2 separate regions of the Sus scrofa genome follow, and region 2 is linked to region 1. The links are chromatin contacts, called in public Hi-C maps. All regions are on one chromosome and are shown on one strand. Each heading gives the region's core, a stretch centred on a gene start, on an enhancer-like site or on the middle of the called end of the contact. The rest is flanking DNA. Distances are from core to core; before and after follow the strand shown.

Region 1 (6,732 bases), core at 1,849-4,348:
CTCCATTGAGCCACAACAGGAACTCCCCTACATCCATTATTTTAAACCCTCCTTACAGCAACCCTGTGAGTATCGCTAACTCCATTTTGCAAACTCAGAGATGCTGAATGACTCATTGAAGATCATGCTGCAAAAAAGTCCTAAGCCTGCCCTTCTGCCCCCTCTTCACAGCCTCTTTCTTCTGTCTCCCAGGGGCCACCTGAGGCTAGATCCTCTTGGACTTTTGTGGGCTAATGCAGTGACAGACTGCCTAGGAGTGTCATTCTGATGGCACTGAGCCTTGGTGACATGGGGGATGTGCAAGGCTTCTCAGTAGGGAAAGCTGCACTGACGCGGCCCCTGAGCCCTGTGAACCCAAGTGTGTGGGCTTGTGCCAGAGCCACAGCAGTACCGCCCACCCAGTCCCCACCTGTCACCGGCCACAGGCACTCAGACCAGCCTGAGCATTTGCTCAAGGATACCACTAGGGGTCGCTGTTAGTTTATTTTTCTGATGACTGGGGAGGAACAAAAGCCAACCTAAAACTCTTCAAAGCCAGATTAAGTGGGATGCCTGGAATTCTGTGGTCTTCGGAGAAACCAGGCTCCTGCAGCCAAAGTTGGGAGCATGAGAGGGCAAAGAGAAGAGAATTCACATTTATTGGAAGCCTTCTGCATGTCAGCCAGTTCACATTCCTTAATGTTAATAAGCCAACTTTAAGGAAGACTTGGTATGTGCAGGGCAATATTTACATTACCTAAATATTACTCATGTGAGCCTTACAACAACCCAGGAGATAAGTAGAAAAGTTCAGAGAGGTTAAGTAACTTGCCTAAGGTCACACAGCTAGTAAGTTGTATGTTCCTTTGGGTCACTTCATCTTCACGCCAACGCTGTTTTGCAGATGAGGAAACCAGGCTCAGAAAAATTAAAAGGCCAGAGTGGCAGAAGCAGAATTCAAGTCTAGGTCTACTTGACTTAGGACAAAATATAAAGCTTGATCCCATCCTTGAGAGGGAGAAAAGACCAGTTCACAGGGAGGGTCCTGTGTCCTTAGTCCTACATGGATCACAAGCTCAGGGATACCACAAAGTGTAGGGGTTGTTGGGGCTGAGCTATTCTGAATAGTTCAAGAAATGCTTCAAAGGAAGCAGAGGAGTGACCAGGTCTGCCTTCTGGCCTGCAAACCACCATCCCCTCACCGGCCAAGTATCCTGCCCCACAGGCCCCCCCAACAGGGTATGCACAGAAAGAAGCATATGGGAGTTCCTGTGTGGCTCAGCAGGTTACAAACACAGCTAGCAGCCATGAGGATGTGGGTTCGATCTCTGGCCTCGCTCAGTGGGTTAAGGATCCAGCGTTGCCATGAGCTATGGTGTAGGTCACAGACGCGGCTAGGATCCCGCATTGCCATAGCTGTGGCGTAGGCTAGCGGCTACAGGTCTGATTTGATCCCTAGCCTGGGAACCTCCATATGCCACGGGCGCGGCCCTAAAAACACAAGAAATAATAATAAAACAACTTACTATGAATTTGCACATAGCCAGTACTTTGGAAAAACAAGCGTTATGGTGGGAGAGGGGGGAAATCTGTGCAATTTTTGAAAATTAAATAGAAATCTCATGTTTTCATTATGTTTATCACAAGGCAGGACAGACTGCAGACAATCTCTTCCTAAATCTTGCACACAAAAAAAGCTGTTGAGGAGAGCAGGGCCTACCTTCGGTGGGTGAGCAAGTTTGTCTGGGGACTGGAGTTTGCCTGTAGGAAGAGAGCGATCAGGACAAGTATGATCCCCCAAATCAAAATGCTGGTTCATTTGTCAAAAACTTTTGTTTTCACCTTCATTTTCCCCTAGATGCCCTGGCTCTTCATCCCCACATCAGGAGAACATGGAACAAGTCTTAACTTTCCATTAATTGGAAGTAGAAGTGTTCTGATTTGGGAGAGGAACAGAGCCCAAGATCTATTTATTCTATGATTCATGGTTCTGGCTCTGTCTGGATGGGGGCGAGGAGAGTCTAGACAAGGTGCCCTGTGGGGCTCAGTCGCAGATGACCCAATTGCGGGAAGCAGAATGAGAGTGTGATCAAGGAATTGCACCTGTCAGGAGCCCTGCCCTCTCGGCACTTAATAAAAGCTGAAATGAGGATGAGGTGGCCTCTCCCTGGAATCTTACAGGCCTCCCTTGCTCTCCTGTTCTCTGGCTCAGCATCTCCCAAAGAGAACATTGGCCTGGAAACTCTACAGGTCCACTCGTTGTGCTCTCTCCTGGTGGAGAGAGGGTGGACCCTTCTCCTTCCCCTGGCCCTAGCCAGGCCTAATGTGGGCTCACCTGGGTTGTACTGGACCCACAAACTCTAGGGCTCTCATTTTAGAAGATACAGCTTAAGAAAATTTCAGGACATAGTGGACACTCCATATTTAGTAACTATTATCATCAAGTTAGACTTTCGAACCTCAGTCTCCTCATCTATAAAAGGGGTTTAGGAGTTCCCATTGTGGTTCAGTGGTCACGAATCCGACTAGTATCCATAAGAATGCAGATTCGATCCCTGGCCTCCATCAGTGGGTTAAGGATCCGGCATTGCTGTGGCTGTGCTGGAGTAGGCTGGCAGCTGCAGCTTCAGTTTGACCCCTAGCCCAGGAACTTCCTGAGGTGCTGCTGAGGATGTGGCCCTAAAAAGCAAAAAAAAAAAAAAAAAAAAAAAATGGGTTTAATACCTGCTACCTCATAAGATGGATCATAAGTATAAGGCTTTATTGTATGTCACAGGCACTGTGCTAAGTACTTCACATACATTATCTCATTTATATTAAGAAAACATCATAGTTTTATTATCCCTGTTTTATAGATGCAAAATCTGAAGAGACGGTTAAGAAAAAAATGTGTCCAAAGTCACATCGTTAGTAAGTTATTGGAATGAAAAGCTGACCTGTCTCCAAAGCTAGAGTGCTTGATTAATGTTTATAAGGTATCTCCATTCCAAGAGTACCAATTCTCTAACTGCTAGGGGACAGATCACCCCAAAACTTAGTGAGTCAAGAGAAACAGTGTTTGTTTAGCCCACAGTTCTACAGGCCGGTAACTTAGGCTGTCTTCCCTTGGGTGATTCTTCTGGTCTTTGCTGGGCTTCCTCACGCCTCTGAGGTCAGGGGCAGGGTGGTGAGGTGGCTCTGCTTACAAGCACTGATTGGCTGTGGCCAGGGCTCCTCAGCTCTCCTTCACGTGGCCTCTCAGCCTTCAGCAAGCCAGCCTGGGCTTTCTCCCATTGGCAGTGACCTGGGCTTGGAACTGGCACACTGTCACTTCTGCCCCAACTCTTCTGTTTAAAGTAAGTCATAGGCCAGCCAAGAGTCCAGAAGTGGGGAAACAGGCCCCGAAGGCATTGCAAAGACCATCGGAGAGTAAGATGTGGGGAAGTTATTAACAGGGCAATCAATTTATCAACATAGGTGTTCACTAAACTGCAGGTTGTGGAGTTCCCATTGTGGCTCAGCAGAAACCAATCTGACTAGGATCATGAGGATATAGGTTCGATCCCTGGCCTTGCTCAGTGGGTTAAGGATCTGGCATTGCCGTGAGCTGTGGTGTAGGTCACAGATATGGCTCAGATCCCAGACTGCTGTGGCTGTGGTGTAGGCCGGCAGCTGCAGCTCTGATCCAACCCCTAGCCTGGGAACCTCCATATGCAGTGGATGCGGCCCTAAAAAGCAAAAAATAAATAAAATTTTAAAAAACACAGCAGGTTTTGTTACTCTTAGATATTTTTGGACAATATCCATCAGACAAACCCAAGTCATTAGTGTCACTAAGTTCCCTAGAGATTTCTTGTAGTAATCTGGACTCTTTGTTGCAAGGAAGGCAGAAACACAACCCATCGGGAATCTTTCTCCACCCCTGGCTGTCATTTCCTCTGGGGTCGCATCCTTCTCCCACATCACCATGCGGTGGCAAAGGTGACCGCCAGTGACTTCAGGCTGCTCCCACTCTCCCGCATTGACCTCCCCACCCCCCCATCCCCACATGAAATAGACATCTTAACACCTTAAAGAAAGCCCTAGAATGACTCCCACCAGCTTAGACGGTGTCCCCAGGCCCATCTCATAGGTCCTTGCAGAACCCGATTGACTAGGTCTGAGTCTCGGCTCCATTTCCTAGAGAAGGATATGTCTCCAGAGAGGAAGGTGACACTGCTATTCCCAGGAGAAGGGGACAGGACACCCTCAGTAAATGTTAACTGCCTGCCCTTTCTCACCCCACCACAGAGGAAGCCCTTTCTATTTCTCTGGAGCCCCTCGAATGATCTGATGCTTCTAGGTTAAAATGCACTCAATGGATTTTAAGTATATGTTATATGTTATAAAGTTCAAGGGCACTTCTTTGAGTTGAAGCAAAACTGCCTTTTTTGTTTCCTGCCCACGCCATGCAGAAGTTCCCGGGCCAGGGATTGAACCCCCGCCACTGCAGTAACCATAGCCACAGCAGTGACAACGCCAAATCCTTACCCTGCCAAGCCACAAGGAGCCTCCCATAACTGCCTTTAAATGCTGATTGTGAAATCCTACATGAGAACATTGTGGAAGGATCAAAATGAGAGCTATTCAGATTTGAAAGTGAAAGGAATAAAAAACAAAACAAGACAGGACGGGAAGTTGATATGAAGAGAAGGAGATCTTCTGCATACAGAATATACTGGAATGAAGACTGTGCAAAGGCTACAGAGAAAGGAGAGTTCCTGGCTTCTGCTCCAGAAATTCTTCTTACTTTTATGCTTGTGATTTCCACGGTCCTAACTCAGAGTGACCTTCCTTCAGATCCCCGCTACTCTGACTTACTAGTGGTGTAAGTTGACAGCGGAACATGTTTTATTGTCCAAATCAAGAGTGTTTCGAAAGTGAAAGGGGATGTTATTAACAATTTCACAAGGGCAATGTGATGCATAGGCATTCCTCTCTTAAGCAAAATGATAAATACTTATGTTTCTAGCAGCACATAACAATACATATAATATCTGCTCCGTACTTATTATTAAGCTGGGCTCAGTTCTTTCTATACCCTTTGTAATCCTATGGTGTGTGAACTATTATGATCCCCATTTTTTAGATGAGAAAATTGAGGCTTGAAATAACTTTATATATGTATTTTTTTAATTTTTTTTTTTTTTTTTTTTTTTTTTTTTAGGGACAGACCTGCAGCACATGGAAGTTCCCAGATAGGGGTCCAATCAGAGCTATAGCTGCCAGACTATGCCAGAGCCACAGCAACGCAGGATCCGAGCGGCGTCTGCAACATACACCACAGCTCAAGGCAACGCCGGATCCTTAACCCACTGAGCAAGGCCAGGGATCGAACCCACATCCTCACGATCCTATTGGGTTCATTAACCACTGAGCCACAAAGGTAACTCCTGAACTAATTTTACCAAGATCTAGGGGACACCATATTTCAGTCTTCCTATAACTATATGGTAATGGGACTGTGAAGAACCATTAGAAGGAGTTCCTGTTCCAACTAGTATCCATGAGGATGCAGGTTCGATCCCTGGCCTTGCTAAGTGGGTTAAAGGACCTGGCGTTGCTGTGAGCCATGATGTAGGTGGCAAAGGCAGCTCGGATCTAGCATTGCTGTGGCTGTGGCTGTGGCATAGGCTGGCAGCTGCAGCTCCGATTAGACCCCTAGCCTGGGAATCTCTGCCTGCCACAGGTGCAGCCCTAAAAAGACAAAAAGAAGAACCGTAAGAACTTGAACATCTAAATGGGTCTCCTTCCTGGGAGCACTTATCTTGAGAAACTATTCCACTGTCCAGGGTTCTCATTATTAAACACACTTGGAATTATGATTTGGAACATCCCACAGATCTTGAGGCACATGTGTTTTTTAAATTTTTATTTATTTCTACCGAGATATAACTGCCACATAACATTATCGCACTTTCAGGTGTACAACATAACGATGTGATGTTTGCTACACATCACAAAATGATCCCCACAATAGGTCTAGTTAACTTCCATCATCATCCATGGTCACAATTTTTTTTCTTGTGATGAAAACATAAGATCTCTCCTAACAACTTTCCAGTCTACAACACAGGATTATTAACTATGTAACCATGCTGTACATTATTCCATCCCTACAAACTTCCTTATTTGACAACTGGAACTTTGTAGCTTTTGACCTCCTTCCCCCACTGTACCCTCCCCTCCAGGCACTTGTTGAGAATCATTTTTATGGTAATAAGTTTCATCTGTAGAGCATAAATATGACTTTTGAAGAGAACCCAAAGTGGTTCGGGATACAAGTGCATCATCTAAAAAGGTATTTTGACGCCTGGCTTCCGCCTAGGATGTAGAAAGCTGAAAAGAATGTCACTCCTTGTCATAACCATAAGGAAAAGAAAAAAAAATTCAAAACTTCCTTGAGCCCATCAAAAACTGAGGTCCCACACTTGATCTTAGCCGAAAGGCCGAGAAGCACAACTTAGAATAGATTTACAAGGAGATCCTGCTGAATAGCATTGAGAACTATGTCTAGACACTCATGTTGCAACAGAAGAAAGGATGGGGGAAAAACTGTAATTGTAATGTATACATGTAAGGATAACCTGACCCCCTGCTGTACAGTGGGAAAATTAAAAAAAAAAAGTAAAAAAAAACTGAGGTCCCAGGGCAACACGGCTAACATGAAATCTAAGGATAGAAGGGCTTCTCCAAGGATGGACAGGACACGATGGGACAGGATGGGAGCACTGG
Region 2 (6,852 bases), core at 765-3,264, 740 kb after region 1:
TTTCTTCAAATGAAAGCTGATGTGCAACAAGGAACAGAGAACTAGCAGAGCAGTGCTGCTATGGGAGGAGTAAAGTTGCCTGAGAGCCCTGGTGGCTCGTGTGGCTGCCACCAAGAAAAACAGGAAATCAACAGGAGAACAAAACACAAAATTCAAACGCAGAATCGTAGCAGCTTGGGATTTGAGAAGGGCCTCACGGCTCTTTGCTTTCCATCAATCTTCTACGCTGTCTCCAAAGGTACATAACCACTGCTCAATAGCTTAAGTTACCTCAGTGTTTTCCCAGGTTAAGCTGAAACATAGGTCATTGTTATACTGTTCTATGTGAAAGACACTGAAATATATGAAAGCAACCACACCCCTTTTAGTTATTAGCGTCAGCATGCCCCAAAACAGAGCAGGGTGGGGTGAATCTATTTGTGTCCAGTTCCTTTGAGTTAGTGGCAGTCTAGATCCAAAGATAATGACATTAAACAGCCATTAAAATGTCTCACACTGTACTAGCACATCTAGAGCTAAAAAATTACCGGAAGAACCTCAGTCAAAGTCTAAATGTAGGTTGGGGTACTCATGAGAAGTGAAAAAGGCCACATCGACATGGTTCCTAAAACAGTGTCTGTATGTGATTTTACTTTTGCTAACAGGGAAAGGAACAGAGGTTGCACAAAAGTTCAGAAGTAAACATTGATATAAAATAAAAAGCAAGCAATTCTTCTATAATCACAGGCAGTTCTAAATATTACCAAAATTCTTGTCAGACCATTGATGTTTTTTCACCATATGTATGATTTTCCTATTCCCCTACCTTTACCTGTTGAAATATTATGCATACTTTCTCAGCTTCTGCCATGTACTGCATGGAGTCTTTCACTTTATCCTAGGTCAGAATTACGCCTCTCTTCCTTCTATATCCCTCAGCACTTTGAACAATTTATCACTTTCTGCCTCATTACAGTTAGCCCTAGAGAAATTCTGTTGGACTAAAACTAAATTTCTTATTCATAAATGGTACTTTTACATTTTTTTTTTTTGGTACTCAAGATACTTAAATGTGGGCATTAAGGACCCACATAAATGCAAAAATGGACAGATCAGTTAGGTAGTGTGGGGATTTCTAGTTGAGATTCAATTCAATATCCAAGAATGTATTTTCACAGAACAGCTGGATTTTTAAAAAAAATCCACTGTAGCTTTATAAAACAGCTTATCTCACTCCAAATGCCATATGAGTAGCAACATTTTTTTATTCATTCCAAAAATATTTACTAAAACCTACTTTGTGAAAGCACTGTGCTGGGTACATAAGCACAGAAAAAGAATCAAGGCTAGATGCTCTTCTAGGCAGAGAAATATGTGCTCTGATGTCAAGTGCATTATTTGAGGATTTCTCTTCAGTGTTCCCCTAAGAGCCTTTCACTCTGGAAGCCACTGTTGTCCCACTCTTCCGGTATGGTAGCTGTGCTACCATCATCTCCTCTAGTTTTTTGTTTTCCAGGAAGTAGAAAAAATACAACTATTCGTTGTTCTCCAGGTATCCATTTTTCTCCTTCTCTGGCAACAGACTTTTATAGCAGAGCACATGGCTGCAATGATTAAAAACTCTATTTCTCAGCTTCCCCTGTTGCTACATGTGGTCAGGTGATTAAATTCTGGCTTAAGAGATATTGAGGCCGCTTCAGAAAACCTTCCTTCCTTCCTTCCAGAGTCACCTGGAGCCTTAACTCACCTTTTATTCTTTGTCTCCTCCATTCTGGGGCTTGAACTCAGATGCTAACTGGGACCCTTACCAGAAAGCTCAGCCCCTAGGGGTGGTGGCGGTACAATGAAAGGAATTTACCCCCAAGATGCCCATGCCCTAATCCCTGGGACCTGTGCGCATGTTCTAAGTCAAAGAGGGAATGAGCAGATGTAATTAAGACTACAGATCTTAAAATGGGGAGTCTCCTGGACTGTCCAGATGTGCATAAGCTAATCACATGAGCCCTTAAAAGCAATGAACTCTCTCTGGCTAGAGTCAGGGGGGTGTGGCCAAAGAATAAAAGAGATTCCAAGCATGCCAACTATCTGATGTGCCATTAGGCTCTGAAATGTAGGGGCCTGTACAAGAGGCTTCTAGGAGCTAAGAGCAGCTCCCAGAAAAGCATCAACAAGGAAATGGGAATCTAAGTTCTACAATCAAAAGGAACCTGGAATCTAGAAGCAGGTGCTCCCCAGAGCCTCCTGAGAAGAGCCCAATAGACCAACAACTTGATCTAGGCCTTGTGAAACCTGGAGCAGAGACACCAGCTGAACTAAGCCAGATTTCTGACCTACAGAACTGTGACATGATACATTTGTGTTGTTTTCAGCAGTTAAGTTTGTGGTGATTTGTTATAGCAGACAAAGGAAACTAGTAATAGACTTCCTGGAGCAGAGTCTCCTTAATCAGCCCTTGAAGGTCTGCTTTAAACTTCTACCTGGAGAAAAATAAAATTCTTTCTTCTTTAAACCACTAGGATTGTCAGTTTTTCAGTTACTCACAGCTGAACCTAAATTTGACTGATACATTTGATGAAATCCTTTCAACACAGCACAGCATCGTTAACTGCTATCAAGAATAAAAGGCTAAAGCAGAATATTACTTCAAGCTGTGAATACTTTATATGTGGAATGATGATAGTTAGATAGCCTTCAATAAGGTTTATTTTCACTTTATTTGCCGCAGATATATTATTACTTCAAAATTCATAACACTTGTATATGATCCAATTTTAAGAAAGTTGAAACAAAATGGTCTAAGATTACATCACTATCAGTGTTTGGACTGGTCAGAATTACTAATTATGGTTTGCAATATACATCAGCAAAATAGATGCAAATGGTTTGGTAGGAAAGAAAAGCACAATTTCAAGTAAGTACTATATATCACTATGAAAGAAAAAAATAGGCTTGAAAATGCCTCAATCGTTTAATTATCACAAATACTCCATTTCATCATTGTAATGTAAAAGCAGATACTACTATAAAATCTTCACACTATCCTTATTTCTTCATAAGGAATCGAAGATTTCTGCAAACAAAATCTGTTTAAGCTAATTCAATCTGAACATAAAACATGGGGTTTCTAGATACATGAGGAAAACAGAATCTGTGTAAAAGACTCAGTAATTTGCTAAAAAAATTTTTGGTTGTGAAATGTTTTATTCACATTTCAGAGGTCACTTATTTTTTTATATTTATTTATTTGCTTTTTGGGGTTCCACTGTGGCATATGGAGGTTCCCAGGCTAGGGGTCGAATTTGAGCTGTAGCTGCCGGCCTATACCATAGCCACAGCAACGCCAGATCCGAGCCGCATCTGCGACCTACACCACAGCTCATGGCAATGCCATATCCTTAACCCACTGAGCAAGGTCAGGGACTGAACCCACAACCTCATGGTTCCTTGTCGGATTTGTTTCCACTGCGCCATAACAGGAACTCCAGGGGGTCACTTTTAGGTAAACTAAAAACTAAAACCTTCTTTTAAAACCTATCAGAAAGGACTTCTAGGTTTCCCTTTCTGTGTGGTGGTCTATGAAATATCCACTGATACATAAATGAAAAAATACATATAAAGAGCCATTCTCAGTCATGTCATCAGAACTGTTTCAATGTGATCAAGTATATCCCACTTCAAGTAAACCAAGATGTGGAAAAAAGAAACTGCTTTATAAATGGTTCGACTCAGGATGGGAAACAGGCAGGGATGACTTCTAGGAGCTAATCAACAATTATTAAGAAATGAAAATAAAGCCTTTAGAAAATAAATAATGACCTAAGGAAATGGGGAAATGCGAGCTGACTGCCCCAAAAGGCAGCTACATAGATTCGGAGGTGGGGGATGAACGCAGCATGTACACTAAGCAAATTAGATCAGTCCAAACAGGTCTCCTCTTTGTTCACATCATTTAGCCAGGTGAATGACGACCCATTTTCAACATGCTTTCCCCAGAAAGACTCTGAATAACTTTCCCTGCTACTGAAAGAAGCCCCAGACACACCTGAGATTTGAGAGCATAACTAGATTCCCCTCCCTGAAGGGAAGAGAACAACTCCCCTGCAGCCGCTCATCCTGGCTCTCCTCATGCTAATTGTATCAAGCAAATTATCCGTAAGCGTCTTCTGCTTGTGACCCCAGGAATCACTTTCGAGGACAGTACCGAAAGGATGAGCTACAAACAAATGTTTGTCAAGAGTTTTGAGGCTCATTAATAATGAACAGTAAGAGTCACTCGGAATCAAGTCTGTATTTTATCCCCATGCTGCACATTTGGAGAGAAGAGGCTGGCTAACACTTAAATGTGCTCAACACTGTTCTGAAAGATTTTCACGTTATATTGTTGTAATCCTCACAATGATGCTACAAAATAGGAATTATTATCCACATTTTACAGATGAGGAAACGTACACATGAAAAGGTCTGAAAACTTGTCCAAGGTCACACAGCCAGTAAGAGGCAGAGGTGGGCCTCACTACAGTGTGTACTGCTAACCACTACCATACGCTGTTCCTCACACATGCACAAGGATTTTCTTTCCAGAACTGTTATGTCTACGTACGTGCATACGCACCGACAACTTAAATGTCCACATGGCATTATTAATTTCACTGGATAAATTCAATGACATTTTGAAGCCATCATGTTACAGAACTACGTCATCTCACACACACACACACACACACACACACACACACACACGCATAATGTGTGCGTAATGTGACTACTAAGTGATACACTGGACAAAGAGATGATTCATGTCCCAGGCAGAACAGCACAAAAATGACATACAATTAAACACTTATAAACCGTTTATTTCTGGAATTTTCCATTTAGCATTTTCAGCCCATAGTTGACCACAGGTAACTGAAACTGAGCAAAGTGAAATCTTGGGTACCAGGGGACCACTGTATACGTACAGTGCCATGCCTTGCTTTTCAGCATATCTTGAAAAGCCTTATTATTTTTTTAAATTTTTATAGCTACACACTGTCTACTGTATCAATGTACAATACTGAATTACGTCTCTATTGATTTAGAGTCGTTTCTCATCTTTTTTGTTATAAAGAAAAACACTGCCAAAATAAACCTGTACATTGTCACTTTCACAAATGTGGAAGTATGACAGTTGGCTCACAGGGTAATGTACTTAGAATTTGTTTACATATTGCCATACTGTTCTTCATAGGAGCCATACCAATTTACACTCCTACCCAAAATTTTGAGAATGTTACAAACACCCAAACAGATCCTCCTAATCGAATATGTGGAAAATGGCATCTTAGTGAAGTTTTAAATTGCATTTTTCTTAATAGTGTGAAATTGAGTGTTTAAAAAAAAATATATGGATTATTTGATAACTTTTTTATAACTTAAAATGTTTTTAACTTTGTGAATACATCTTTAGGCAAATTGGTCACTACTTTCCTAAGGCCTACAGGCAGCTATGGGCCTGGCTTGAATTCAATGAGGTATTATTTTTACCACTTTTCAGAAAATGTCAAGAAAGTCAATAGCAAGGATTAGACTATGAGGACAATAACCAGATTTTATTTCCCCTAAGCCTAGCACTGGGCCTGGTGTACCACAGGTGTCCAATAAAATGTTTGCTTTAAAAAAAAAAAAAAAAAAAATGGCACCAGAAGATGTTTTCTTTGGAAGTTTATAGCGCAACAGCACCACCAAGGGGCACTTTAGCTAAAGCATCCCCCCCCCATCAAACGTCCTCCAGCCAGATCTCAAGGCAAACACATAATCAACTGGAGACAGTGTGACTGATGTACAAATGCCATTTCCAGACAATCTCCTAGCTCCACCCTCCAAACGTCATGCTGCCCCCTCAACCTCCCCCACATAGGACTTCTGCAGCTGCCAGTGCCAGAGTGAACATAAGGCCAGTCATACTGCCCCCAGGGAAACACAGCCCTTAAGTTTTCTCAACCCAAAGACAAGAGCTGGCCATTATCAACCACTAGGTGACCAGCAAGTGCAGCCCCATGAGCGTTTATAAGACAGGAACTCTGTCCATTAGTCTAAGTAAAGACACCATTCATTATTGGCAAGTGGGCATTCCTTCTGAACCAAAGAAATACAACACAGGCAAAAGTCAGGGGAGAGAACTTTTATGTCAAGTGTAAATTAAACAAAGGAAAGAAAAATGCAAAGATAGCATTTGAATGCATTCAGCTTTTCTTTTTTGAATCGAAATCTAGACATTTATCTTAAGCCTAGAATTTGAGAAGGAAAGTAGTCTTTCATTTTCCCAGCTTCACCAGTTCATGACAGTCTTGTGGCAGCTACTGTTCAAAGACGGCCACAAATCAACCAAGCCTCCCAGCATTTATGTCCTTGTGTGGTCCGCTCCTTTGAATCTGTGCTGGTCCTGTGACCTGTTTTTGACTGATAAAACGTGGTGAAAGCGACACTGTGGGATAGGTGAGCTAGGTCGTCAGAAGCCTTAGCTTTTCTCACTCTTGGGATGTTTATTCTTGGGAGCATCCCCTTGAGAACCTGTGAGAAAACCAAGCTTTGTGGACAGGTCTCATGGAAAAACTGAGATGCTCTAGTCACCATCTCAACAGACCTCCCAGCTGATAGGTGGCATCAACCGCCAGCCATGAGACTGTTCATACTGGACATCCAGCCTTGCTGCTGTCCGAATGCAAGCATGTGAGAACACTTGAGTGAGTATCACTCAGCCAAGCTGAGAATCCACAGCACTGGGAGAGATCATTATGAATTGTTGCTGTAAGCTACTGAGTTTTGGGGTGGTTTGTCACACAGCAATAAACAACCAGGACAAATTTATTTTATAGTCATACCCAGGCAAGATGA

The links. Hi-C and Micro-C count contacts between places; a contact is called where the count stands out from the background.
Region 2: a Hi-C map of omental adipose tissue shows a contact between it and region 1, with 1.7 times the contacts expected there. The contact joins two enhancer-like sites. A contact is called at or near these places in 10 of 47 Hi-C or Micro-C datasets (adipocytes, embryonic fibroblasts, epiblast stem cells and 6 more).

Annotation. Positions count from the first base shown.
Region 1 is chr1:98,094,818-98,101,549 of Sscrofa11.1, forward strand. No RefSeq gene overlaps it. Among named protein-coding and RNA genes, the nearest start is that of CTIF, 35 kb to the right of the region's middle. Within about 2 kb of position 3,099, at least 2 of the 83 cell types and tissues checked have an H3K27ac peak or open chromatin away from gene starts, as enhancers often do. A contact at or near this core is called in omental adipose tissue, where this site is marked.
Region 2 is chr1:98,839,512-98,846,363 of Sscrofa11.1, forward strand. The region is part of intron 13 of DYM (dymeclin); the gene reads right to left. Among named protein-coding and RNA genes, the nearest start is that of DYM, 180 kb to the right of the region's middle. Within about 2 kb of position 2,015, at least 3 of the 83 cell types and tissues checked have an H3K27ac peak or open chromatin away from gene starts, as enhancers often do. A contact at or near this core is called in omental adipose tissue, where this site is marked.